2 separate regions of the Triticum aestivum genome follow, and region 1 is linked to region 2. A link is a contact called in public Hi-C data. All regions are on one chromosome and are shown on one strand. The core of a region is the stretch at or near the end of the contact, and the rest is flanking DNA. Distances in the headings are between cores, read along the strand shown.

The links. Hi-C and Micro-C count contacts between places; a contact is called where the count stands out from the background.
Region 1: a contact with region 2 is called in a Hi-C map of leaf, with 4 times the contacts expected there. The contact joins the promoter of LOC100037614 here to the promoter of LOC100037616 in region 2. A contact is called at or near these places in 2 of 5 Hi-C or Micro-C datasets (both in leaf).

Annotation. Positions count from the first base shown.
Region 1 is chr5B:497,308,069-497,314,703 of IWGSC CS RefSeq v2.1, reverse strand. LOC100037614 (dehydration-responsive element-binding protein 1A) reads left to right here and starts at 1,265. Exons shown (of 1, transcript XM_044537556.1): 1 at 1,265-2,258. The coding sequence starts at 1,380. The coding sequence ends at 2,090.
Region 2 is chr5B:497,028,517-497,034,909 of IWGSC CS RefSeq v2.1, reverse strand. It overlaps LOC100037616 (dehydration-responsive element-binding protein 1H), which reads left to right and starts at 1,615. Exons shown (of 1, transcript XM_044537553.1): 1 at 1,615-2,669. The coding sequence starts at 1,703. The coding sequence ends at 2,434.

The DNA.
Region 1 (6,635 bases), core at 16-2,515, 280 kb before region 2:
CGCAGGCTGGGAGGAGCCAACGCTGGCGTCCTCGCTGCGTCGGTGGGGGAGAGGCGAAGGGGCCGATCCGGAACTGCCCCGCATGTCCATCTTGGACCTCTCGAGGGCAATGCGAAGGGCGAGCTCCTCGTCTATGTCGATGTCGAAGTCAAAGCGGCTGTCGATGCTCAACATGGTCGCCGGAGCTGTCGGATGGATCGAATCGAAGAAATCTGAGGGGAGAAGAAGAGACGGAGCGAGAGCGGAGTGAGCTAGGGTTTCCGAATTAGGGATATTTACGGCGCCGGAGTAGGAGCGAGGTGGGCTGGGCTGATGTGGCGAGCGCGCCCGGGCATCCGCATACCTGTCCTGTAGTTGGATTGGATATGAGGGGTCCGGACAGTCCGGGTGTTTGAGACTCGTTTGAGGCGTCGGTCTGGGTCATATTTTTGTGACCGGTCAATGACCATACGTGCCACCCGGACGTCTGAGGCTGATTTAGAGGGCTCGGCTGTAGATGCTCTAAGACCATACATAAATTACCCCTTTCTCCAAGAAAAGGACTGCAGGCGAGGTGAAAAAAACGTTTAAACTGGAGTACAAAAGACAACACCGGCGATAGGGGCTCCGTGGTTTGCGTCTGCTCATCCACGTCAGAAATGACAATTGAAGTCGGTCACCACAACCCCCACCCCACGTGCGTCACCTAGGAGCAAGAACTCCGCTTCCACTCTTGGTCTCCAACATCGAATGCGAATTCTGATTTTTGGTCCGCAGCCCCGATGGCGAAGAGATGATGAGCTTCGACGTTAAGAATTGGACGTCAAACAGCACTGACCATCTAGACCCCATCCAAAAAGGAATCGTACCACACTGGCACCAGATACCCTCGGCTAAACCAAAACCCGAATTTGCAAACTGCGGCTCAAAAAAAAAACCATTAACAACGACGAGGAGGTAAAGTAAAACGGCCGCAGGACAGGGCGCAAGGCCGCAAGTGAGCAGGAGCTAGGCGGAAAACGATAACAGGGGCGAAGCGAAAGCAGGAAGGTAGTACTGGTCGAAGCTGTATTATAATAACAAAGAAAAGAAATCTTGGGGTCACTCTCGAAGTCTCTCACTTTGCCCCCCACTTGCGTGCGCCTTCGTACGGTGCATCCCCCCTTCGCCGGCCGTATCCAGCCTGTGTCCTCTGTCCTCTCCTCTCAGCCGCTGGCTCACTCGCCGCGCTTTGCCCCCTGCCTCCCGCCGCGAGCCACCGCCACCTATAAGTACGCGCTCCCGAAACCACCCCGCTCAAATTTCTCATCGCAGACCAAAACCACTTCACACTCGATCAACCCAAGAGCACCCAGGACCTCCAAGCCGGCCAAGGAACAGAGCATCGAAGGAAGAAGAAGATGTGTCCGATCAAGAAGGAGATGAGCGGGGAGTCCGGCTCGCCGTGCAGCGGGGAGAACTTCTACTCGCCCTCCACGTCGCGGGAGCATCAGCAGGCGAAGCAGGCGGCGTGGACGTCGGCGCCGGCGAAGCGGCCGGCGGGGCGGACCAAGTTCAGGGAGACGCGGCACCCGGTATACCGCGGCGTGCGGCGCAGGGGCAATGCCGGGCGGTGGGTGTGCGAGGTGCGCGTGCCCGGCAGGCGCGGGAGCAGGCTCTGGCTCGGCACCTTCGACACCGCCGAGGCCGCCGCGCGCGCCAACGACGCCGCCATGATCGCGCTCTCCGCCGGGGGCGCGGGCTGCCTCAACTTCGCCGACTCCGCCGAGCTGCTCGCCGTGCCGGCGGCCTCCTCGTACCGCAGCCTCGACGAGGTCCGCCACGCCGTCGTGGAGGCCGTCGAGGACTTCCTGCGGCGGGAGGCGATCGCCGAGGAGGACGCGCTCTCGGGCACCTCGTCGTCCGCGCCCTCCTCCCTCACCGACGACGAGTCGTCCTCTTCCCCGCCCGAGGACTCGCCGTTCGAGCTGGATGTCCTGAGCGACATGGGCTGGGACCTGTACTACGCGAGCCTGGCGCAGGCGATGCTGATGGCGCCGCCTTCTTCCATGGCCGCGGCGCTCGGCGATTACGGCGAGGTCGATGTGCCACTCTGGAGCTACCAGAGCTAGCTAGCTAGTTCGCGCCAGTTCGAATATTTTACCTTTCTTTTCTGTCCGTCGTCTTGGCTTCCGATCGATGCCAAAAATTTGGTGCCGCTGTAGGGTCACTGCTTGCAGTTTCTGGTAATGTGATGGTGCGAATTGGGGAAACAGAGCATGGCTTATTGGTTTTTGACTCTTGACTTTCCACAATCAGCGATTTCACGCTGTATAGAACACAGCCTGAGCACCGGGGAATCTTTGGGCATCAGCTCAACTAACGTGAAAAAAAAACCCTGAAAACTGCGTATGGCTTTGGTCGAGAAATGCTTTGGCCAATCGGCGGCGCACGTGACAATCCTTGCCCCCACCAAAATTCTGTGAGCCGTTGGATGGGTATGTGACGGTGTAGATCAAACTCCATCGTTAGTGCCGCAAACGGGGAACTGTTTTTGTACCCAGCAATGCTACCCACCCCGCAAAAAATGAGTTGGCAGTTTGTATTATAATACTAAGGGCATGTACAATGGTTCTATCTTAAACGTGTCTTCTCTTATCTAAGAGAAGCTTTCCTGCTTGGAAATAGGGGCCCCTCTGTGTCTGTATGAATCTTTGACCGCACAAAATCCCCATAGCCATTTTTTCAAATTGGATTCTGAAATCAGAGGCAGCTTTTGGTACTAATCAAACAATCCAAGAACTTCCATAACATTGGCGTGATTCAGTTTGAGCAACAGATCGTGACGTAATACATCTTCGTAATGAAAATGGAGTGAAAACATCATGGCTTCTCCGCTTTTTGAGAATGAGCACTGTGAACTATCCGCTTCAAAAAGGATAGTTGATCGAACCGAAACCAACGTCAAGTACGAGTTATTAAGCTCCGAATCAAAAAAGTGTACTTCCTTTACGCTTGATGTAGGATTTACCTATTAATATGAAGTTCACTCTTTTGCTAACTTGAGTCCAGAAGGGAAGCGACTGATTTCCAATTCTTCTTTGCTAGCGATCGACTCCCGTGGAATTCCATTAACAAGCTTAAAAGAATGCCTTTTATTTGGTTTTTGAGATACAAGTTATTTATAGGTTAAGTTTGATATTTCACTCCGTGGGCCGGCTAATTAATTTAAGTAATTCCTGGAGGGGAATCAATCGAAGAGATTGCCTGCCCATGCTACAATTCCTTACTCAAGTCAGATACTAAGCCTTCTACTACTACTACTTAGGAGATCAAATGCTATATTTCAGAGATTGAACTCTCTTACTGTGTTTTTCCAGGGTTGTTCCCGAGCCAGGTTCCCTGGATCCATTCTTACCTAAATGGATGAATGAAGAAGGGGTATTCCTAGGCACTAGTTATTTTCTTATGTGTGGACTTCGACCTTACAAAGTATGAGTCCATGCCTTCCTAAGTTGGTCCTGAATTTCCAATGAAGTTTTGATTTTATCGAGGGACGTAGCAAACAACAGATGATCTCTTAGCACAATTTGTCTCACCGTGTTTTTAGGAACAACTAATTATCGAAGAGAAAGCTAAGTGATGACTTATTGTAGACATGTCTTTTTGTCATCTCTATTTTACATGTAAAACTTAAGATAAGACTAACTTATTAACCATTGTACACACCTAAGTGTCATGCAAATTGGTACTGTATTACTACTACTCCTTTTCTGCTGTAGTAGTAAAAGTACTGCTAGCTCGCTTTGACATATTTATTAGTACTGTACACCGAAGCCTCTACGCTGCCTGAAGAAGTGCGTCGAGTCGTTCTGTTTTGGCCACATCCGTTCTCATCAGCCTTCAACCCTTCATGAATCATGACTTCCATTTCGAGCTTGTAGGAGAAATAAACCAGGTCAAAGTCAAAAGCGCCTTCGAGTTGTTCGCTGGTGACTTGGTGAGCCTGAGGGCGGTGCTGACTCGCTGGTAACTAAATCACTTGCTGACCATTATTACTTCTCCCATCTGCTAAATTCACCCCAGGCGACGGATTCACAGTCAAACCTGTATGGTAGTAGCAGTACTAAGACGGACGGTAAAAACCTCACTCGCTTTGACATATTTATCATTACGTAAACCATTTCCACACGCAGTTGTGTGTGGTGTAGATCTCTCCAAAAGTCCAGGAGGGGCTCGAATTGAATACTGATGCTGCAAGCTCCGCGGTGAAGAAGCAACATGAGGGAGGGCTGGCTGTAGCTGTACACAGCCGTGAAACAACGCTGCAGCAGAGAGAGGAGAGGAGGAAGCTGTGTGACCGTGACTGCCGCGGCACCACACACGCACCCGACCCCAGAGGCAAAAACAAACAGCGGCCGCGAATAAATAAACAGGCGATCCGTCCGTCCGTCCGATTCTAGTATCACTTTTGTATTCCAGCCCCCAAGATATTTGCGGCTCTGCTGCTCCGTGCGTGTGCGTGGCCGCGTCGCTCTCGCGTGCGGGCGTCACCGTGGAACCGGGCCGTGTGGGCGCGCGTGACCATCCTTATCCCCGGAAGATAATGGGCCGGTGACGAGTATATTCTCGTCGTATCCGCATGGCGGGCTGGGTGTGCGGCAAAGGAAACGGCTGGCACGCTGCGGTGGTCACTGGTTTTGCGTAACCAGGGGCATGGATGGCAGGATGGGGGTTTAGAGCATCTCCAGCCGCGCTCCCAACAAAGACACTCAGGTGATTTTTCGGTCGCCGGCGCCAAAAAATTGGCCTAGTCGCGTTTCGAAGGGCCCAATTTTCGCTGCCTCGGGCCGAAATTGGCGCCGGCGGACCCAACCCGAACCCGACGCGCTGGGGGCGTTCGGGGACGCCGGGTGAATCGTTTTTGACGCGAAGAGTCGCGGGCCCCCTTTGCCAGCGACTCAACTCTCTTCTCTTCTCGTTTCCCGCGACGAATCAATGCCAAAGCTGCGCGCGCTGCCGCGCCGGTCAGCCTCCATTGATGCCTCACGGGCGGCGCAGTGAAGGCCGGGCGACGCGCGTCCCCTCGCCCGCCACGCCTCCCGCCACGCGTAACGCGTCGGCCAAGCCTACCACGCGGCGCCTCCGCCTATATAAGCCGACAACCAGCGCGCCGGAGACACGCACAGATACTCCACCGCCGACGCGCCCATTTCTCCTCCTTCCTCCTCTCACCGTCTCTAGTTCAGAAGAATGGCCGAGCGTTTCCCAGGCGACGGCGCGGCGGCGAATGGCTTCGGGCGCCGCCATCTTCACGAGGACGAGGCTCGCCTCCTTCTCGAGGCCGAGTACTCGGCCCCGCCGGACATGCGGGTGCCCGGGGCGTGGAGGATCAGCGCCGGCGGGGTGCCGGTGCCACCACCACCCACCGGGGCATCACGGCGTGCGGAGATCGCACGTATCCGCGCGTCCCTGCCGCGAGCGGTGAGGGAAGGTGTCGGTGTCAAAACCGGCGGATCTCGGGTAGGGGGTCCCGAACTGTGCGTCTAGGCGGATGGTAACAGGAGACAAGGGACACGATGTTTTACCCAGGTTCGGGCCCTCTTGATGGAGGTAAAACCCTACGTCCTGCTTGATTGATATTGATGATGTGGGTATTACAAGAGTAGATCTACCACGAGATCAAGGAGGCTAAACCCTAGAAGCTAGCCTATGGTATCATTGTTGTTATTGTTGTTGTCCTACGGACTAAAACCATCCGGTTTATATAGACACCGGAGAGGGCTAGGGTTACACAGAGTTGGTTACAATGGTAGGAGATCTACATATCCGTATCGCCAAGCTTGCCTTCCACGCCAAGGAAAGTCCCATCCGGACACGGGACGAAGTCTTCAATCTTGTATCTTCATAGTCTTGGAGTCCGGCCGATGATGATAGTTCGGCTATCCGGACACCCCCTAGTCCAGGACTCCCTCAGTAGCCCCTGAACCAGGCTTCAATGACGATGAGTCCGGCGCGCATATTGTCTTCGGCATTGCAAGGCAGGTTCCTTCTACAAATAGTTTGTAGAAGATTGTGAACACCAGGATAGTGTCCGGCTCTGCAAAATAAATTCCACATTCCATCGTAGAGAGAATAATATTTACACAAGTTCAATCTGCTGACGTATTTCGTGGCATGGCGTCACACCACAACCAAGCCTTTACTTGAATCATTTTTATTATACCGCCTCAGCGCGTTTAGCGAAGCGGTTTCCTTGGCACGTCTTATCGAAGCAGAGATCGTGTTCCCCTTATTCCGGGATTCTCATCAATACGGGCGTGGGTAACCCAACCGCGCCCGTTGCCACGCCCCCTCCATCGAGGGCGAGTTCTATACGGTCACGGAGACGACTCTTGGTATTCTCCCCCTTTATAATGAGACCAAGGCCCGTTCCTTTTCTTCAATCCTCAATCGAACCCGCCCCTCGCCCCGAGTTCCAACACCCAGGGCTCCAGACTCGGGCACTTCGGACCTTCGACAATGTCCGGCTCCGACCTTCAGGGCCGGTGGATGCCCTCCTCTGTCACGGAAGAGGACATGCTAAAGCTTAGGGACGCCAGGTACTTAACCTACGAGATTTCGCATAGGTTGCATGCCCAAGGGCAAGTCATTCCTACCCTGGAGCCCGGCGAGAG
Region 2 (6,393 bases), core at 366-2,865:
AGAGATACCTCTCCGATACTCGGAGTGACAAATCCTAATCTTGATCTATGCCAACCCAACAAACATCTTCGGAGATACCTGTCGAGCATCTTTATAATCACCCAGTTACGTTGTGACGTTTGATAGCACACAAGGCATTTCTCCGGTATCCAGGAGTTGCATAATCTCATAGTCACAGGAATATATATTTGACATGAAGAAAGCAATAGCAATAAAACTGAACGATCATTATGCTAAGCTAACGGATGGGTCTTGTCCATCACATCGTTCTATAATGATGTGATCCCGTTCATCAAATGACAACACATGTCTATGGTTAGGAAACTTAACCATCTTTGATTAACGAGCTAGTCTACTAGAGGCTTACTAGGGACACGGTGTTTTGTCTATGTATCCACACATGTATTATGTTTCCGGTTAATACAATTCTAGCATGAATAATAAACATTTATCATGAATAAGGAAATATAAAATAACAACTTTATTATTGCCTCTACGTCTAAGAGGCAGGGGTTCGAGCTCGACCGCCGGCCTCGCCTCCCACGTCCGGCCGGTGCTCCTGCAGCTATCGCCTCCCCGCCCCAGCCGCTGCGAGCTCCCCTGCCTGCTATGTGTTTGACAAAATGCCGGGCGAACATGTAAAAAATGGTTATGACTGCCGTTGGGCACACCGGCTGACCCAAATGGAAAAGCAGACAAACATGTCCGCGCCGCCGACCCAAACAGACGAAAAGCGGACAAAGCGTGCGTCCATTTGAGTCGGCGTGTTGGATTTGCTCTTATGGTACTATACATTACGTAGGTAATATCATACAATACGGACGAGGATTTTTAGCACTCGGGTGCTCCGCACCCTATACGAACAATTCATTCAAAAAACAATACCGAGAAATTTGAAAAAAAAATCTAAGATTTTGGGATATCAAACGTGGGTTCCCGATCTACTCCCGTGTGAAATTTCATGAAAAATACAGGAAACATATTCGTGGCAAAAAAGACAAAAAATTTCTATGTATAGAAAAAAATGTTTGCGTAGATTTTTGTTCGGACACTATTTCCTTCGTCACGGATACGTTTTTGACAAATTTTTCACGAGATTTCACATGGAAAGATTGGGAACCCAGGTTTGATATCCCTAAATTTCAGTTTTTTAGGTATTTTTTACGATTAATTTTTGTATAGGGGCGTGGAGCACCCAGGAGCTCCTGCGTATTTTCTCATAAACTGTACACCATAGTGGGCAGCCTTTCTGCCTTCGGCCTCCGTAGACCTGGGGAACCAGACGACCCCATTCAGCAGTGATTGCTGTCTTCTCTTTGCGGCCGATCAGCCCGCGGACCAATCAGGCAAGGCAATCACCGCTGCATCAACACTGTTAAGCCAGCAGGAAGTTGCCTGTTTTTGTTTAACACACTGCAAAGCCAAAAGCCCCCACACGCCCACCAGAAGAAAAGTCACACGACGCTATCACCCCACGGTCCCTTTGTCACCAGCTGTCCGGACACCGCATCCCTACCGCCGTCCCAAGCGCGTTGATACACTTCAACCTCCAGCATCACGCATACCTATATATAAGTCTCCCACACTCTCGCTCAAACTCAACAAGCATCTCACACTCCTCAGCCTCAGTAAGCTCAAGCACCAAGCTCGACTGCTCAAGCAGGAATCCACCAGTCAATCACCGAGCACTCAGCCGGTAGCCATGGACATGGGCCTTGAGGTCTCGAGCTCCTCCCCGTCCTCCTCGTCGGTGTCGTCCTCGCCCGAGCACGCGGCGGGGCGGGCGTCGCTGGCCAAGCGCCCCGCGGGGCGCACCAAGTTCCGGGAGACGCGGCACCCGGTGTACCGCGGCGTGCGGCGCCGGGGCAACGCCGAACGTTGGGTCTGCGAGGTGCGCGTCCCCGGCAAGCGCGGCGCGAGGCTCTGGCTCGGGACGTACGACACGGCTGAGCTCGCAGCGCGCGCGAACGACGCCGCCATGCTTGCCCTGGGCGGCCGCTCCGCCGCGTGCCTCAACTTCGCGGACTCCGCGTGGTTGCTCGCCGTGCCGTCCGCACTCTCCGACCTCGGCGACGTCCGGCGCGCGGCGGTCGAGGCCGTGGCGAACTTGCAGCGACGAAAGGCTGGCAACGGCTCCCTCACCGCCACCGTCACCGAAGAGGCCTCCTGTGACGCTCCTGAAGAATCGTCGTCTGAGTCTGACAGTGCCGGTTCGTCGGAGACGTCGGAACCTTCAGCCGATAGAGAGTTCGAGGTGCCGGTCGCAGTGGACACCGATATGTTCGGGCTTGACTTGTTCCCGGAAATGGACCTGTGCTCGTACTACGCGAGCCTCGCGGAGGCACTGCTCGTGGACCCGCCGGCACGGGTGACCACCACCGACACGTACTGGGACAACGGCGACGGCGGAGCCGATGTCGCGCTCTGGAGCTAGCTAGTGTCGATAATTCCCAGTTGGCAGCTGATTCTGCTTTTGTTTTGACTCTAGGTATTTTTCCCGTGTTACAAAGTTTTCCATTTTTTTACGAAAAGGCTATGTGCGTAGCTAATAAATTGAAGCTGCTCCTAATTCAGCACTCAACTGTTAAACGATTTTAGCCGTATAAAATCTTTTACCACCTGAGGGCATGTACAATGGTTGATAAAATAGTCTTATCTTAAGTCTTGCATTTAATTTAGAGATGATAAAAAAATATATCTACAATGGGACATTTCTTAGTCTTATCTTCAATAACTAGCTATTTCTTAAAACATGGTGAGACATATTGTGTTAAGAGATCACCTCTTGTCTTCTCTTAATAATAGAAGACAAACCTTTTCTTACTAGTTCTCTCTTCTCCACCTCATCATTTATCCTACGTGTCACTCCTAAGATGGCACCATTGTACATGCTCTGATCGGTCACTATTCCTACGCCGGTCCTTGTCTTCCTGAAATGTCCAAGCAGTTCCAAACAATAAAAAGGAACACAAAAACGACAACTCACAGGGAAAATACACAGGAGCTCTTGGGTGCTCCACACCCCTATACGAAAATTAATCGTAAAAAGTATCAAAAAAAATCTGAATTTTGGGATACCAAACTTGGGTCCCTGATCTACTCCCGTGTGAAATTTCGTACAATAAATACTAGAAAAACGTATCCGTGGCGAAGGAAATACTGTCCGAACAAAAAAAACATCCAAACAGTGTTTTTCTGTACATAGGAAAAAAAATCATGAATACATTTTTTGGTATTTTTTCACGAAATTTCACACGGGGATAGATCGGGAACGCATATTTGATATCCCAAAATTCTAAAAAAAATTTCAAGTTTCTCGGTATTCTTTTGAACGAAATGTTCGTATGGGGGTGCAGAGCACCCGAGAGCTCCAAATCCTCGTCCCAACTCACAACAGATACTTTGTTAATTGAGATGGGTGCAAAGGATTCCAGATAAAATGGGAAAGAGGGAGGTAACTTTCACAAGGGATTAGTCGATGCCGGTCTATGTTAAACATGAGCCACCGCTGTCGCCATACCAAAGTTGTCATCATCTTGTTGATGATAACCGGAAAGTCTTTGTGTACATGCCCTAAGAAAGGACGTCTTATCTACTTCGTACATGAAATGTGCTCGCAAAATCATATGGAAGGACGTCTTCCAACACAAACATTACATGCAACACAAAAAGAGCATGAACAAGGGAATAACCTAATGCCACTGTCTAACATTCTTGTCATATCATTCCTTGAGCCAGAATCAAACCAATCACTCGAACATAGGCTAATCCATGAATAGAGATAACGAAACAAAGGTGAATGTTTTGCTAAGTCCACATCATGTTCAAACTTACAAACACGTAGCAATCAAGCAAGATGGAGGTGGCGGTGATGGCCGTTGCGCACGGTCTAGGGCCTGCGTCAAACGACGGTGTGGCACCTTCTTCTCTTCCATGTTGCTTCGGTGTTATGGTGATGGTCTTGAGGATGATGCTCTTTTTTGTCCTTCGTGGAGTGATGCGTGCAACCCCTGCCCTTGGACGGCTTGGGCCGAATCACGGTCACCTCCCTCTTGAAATCTCATGTATATATGAGAACGGACGTCCTGGACGCAACGGCATCTGGACGCAATTATCCAGCCACACATCGGGGCGAGGTGATGCGCGCATTAAAAACGATAGAAGTGACAAAGGCAGCATACATCATTATGTCCAGATGAATGTGGTGGACAAGTTGGCTCGGTAGGCTCGGCCCGTGCGGTGCATGTCTGACACAAGGACAGCGGGTCAGGGGGACCTTTTTTACCATGCGGGCTCGGCACGTGTGGTGCATCCGCTGACACAAGGACAATAGGTCAGGTAGGACAGCAGGTAAGAAAACGTAAAGCGTTTGGGCAGGAGGAGCTTGCCCCGGCCCCCCATGTCCGCCGTATGTAGCCATGGCGATACCGGAGCGAGGACACTGGCGTTGGCCGAGCGGTGAGTGAAACTCTGCGCGTCTTTTGTTCCTGCCGGTTGCGAGCGCCGGTCCATGCTTTCTCCTTTCTCCAACTTCTCCCGTCCTTAATTTTGCAGATCAGGAGCCGCGGCGTCCATTATGGAAGGGGGCGGCGGGATAGCATACACGGGGGCGACGGTGTCTGCCAGAGGCATGAAGTTCCGGGCATAGGGAGGACGTCGGAGAGGCGGCCATCTGGGCAGGAGGAGCTCGCCCCATCGCCCGACGTTGAGCTGTCGGGTGTGTCCTGCACGACATTCAGCTCCGGAGACGGCGCTGGTCGGCGGTAGACGGCGGGGCTGGCGTACATTCGTACACCGCAGTCAGGCCGCGTACCATCAACGCCTACAGCTTGCCATGCGCCATGGAGGCCTGCATCGCGACGCACACCGTCGACGCCTGTAGCACGCTTCAGAGTGTGCGCCCCGGTCCTCTGGCGCCGGCGAACACAACTATCCTCGTCAGTACAGTACTCCAGGATGAGCATGAATAAGCAGCTCATCATGGTGTTCCTAGCTACGATGCGTATGTCGTCCATGGAGCGGCCCATCCCAAGCATGACGTTGCTCCCACCTCCGGCCGACTTGGGGCCTGTTTGGTTTCAATAAGTCACCTGACTTATAAGTCAGGTGACCTAAAACCAATGACTTATAAGTCACATCTGTTTGGTTGTTACCTGACTTATAAGTCACCTAACACACCTTTCCACACCAATCAACATCATACAGATGGTGGGACCCATGTAAAAGGGGTGACTTATAAGTTTTAAGTTGGGGTGAAGCAACTTATGACTTATAAGTTGGGGTGACTTATAAGTCGGGTCTGTTTGGCAAAATAAGTCACTTTTTTCACTTTTCGACTTATAAGTTAGTGACTTATTTGGAATCAAATAGGGCCTTGATCAGAAGGTTGTGCGTGTTCTGTTTGAATGAGATGCTTCTGCGTGTTTGAATGAGGCCGTTGCAAGCGATCGGTACTGTCCTCCGGTTGCATGCTCTTTAAATACATCCAGGTTGAAAAGTCTTTACATTATACAGTGCTCCAAGCGACGGTAGTACTATTTTGTCATGCACGCATGCGCATGTACACTGCTCTGCAGCGGCGTGTCAGCCTGTCTGTCAGTGCACCGTACTTCAAATACATCAATACACAGCATTTGGCTCACCAGCGGAGCTCTATACTCCAAGTAGCACATTTGGCTGCTGCGAATCGTGAGGCTGTGCACGCAGTAGATGCGCTGCGTGCAGATGCCACTGCGTGCAGGGATGCACTTCTCATGTATATATATAACATCAACTAGTCCATTCTCCATTGTTGATCTTATAATCCTTTCGATTCTAGGGCTAATATGTTCAATAGACCTTCCCAATACGTTTCTTATCTTCTCAAGAATCTAAGAAAACAGACCTGGCCAAAATTGGTCTTGAAATGGAGAAGTTATGGAAATATTTCTATCTTGGATTTGTTAGTACGAACACCAGTATGTCTGCACGGTCGTATTAGTGGTCGGCCCAGCCTCAAGTCTGACAATGTTTAGTAAATCGACTGCCATTTCTTTATCATGATTTCGATTGAAGTGATTTTGGGCTCGTTGAATGGTCAAGCCACAAAATCTAAATCTCGAATCTTTTTTTTTGAGGGAAGGTCATCATGGCTAGCTTTATTAACTTAGGAAGGACTTACATCATCCACAAGGTTTGAGACAAGACAGCACGGGGGCTTATCTGTCCACTGCCTACAAATTTTATTACAATAACTGTATTTGCTAGCACATGCGCCGCTTGGTTGGAACTACGATAAAAATGCTTGAAATTGACCTTCCCGATCATCGTTGAGATATCCACACATTCAGCAAATATTGCAGCAGCTTCATCCCACCATCTTATCTGACCAACACAAGATTCAATTACTATCAA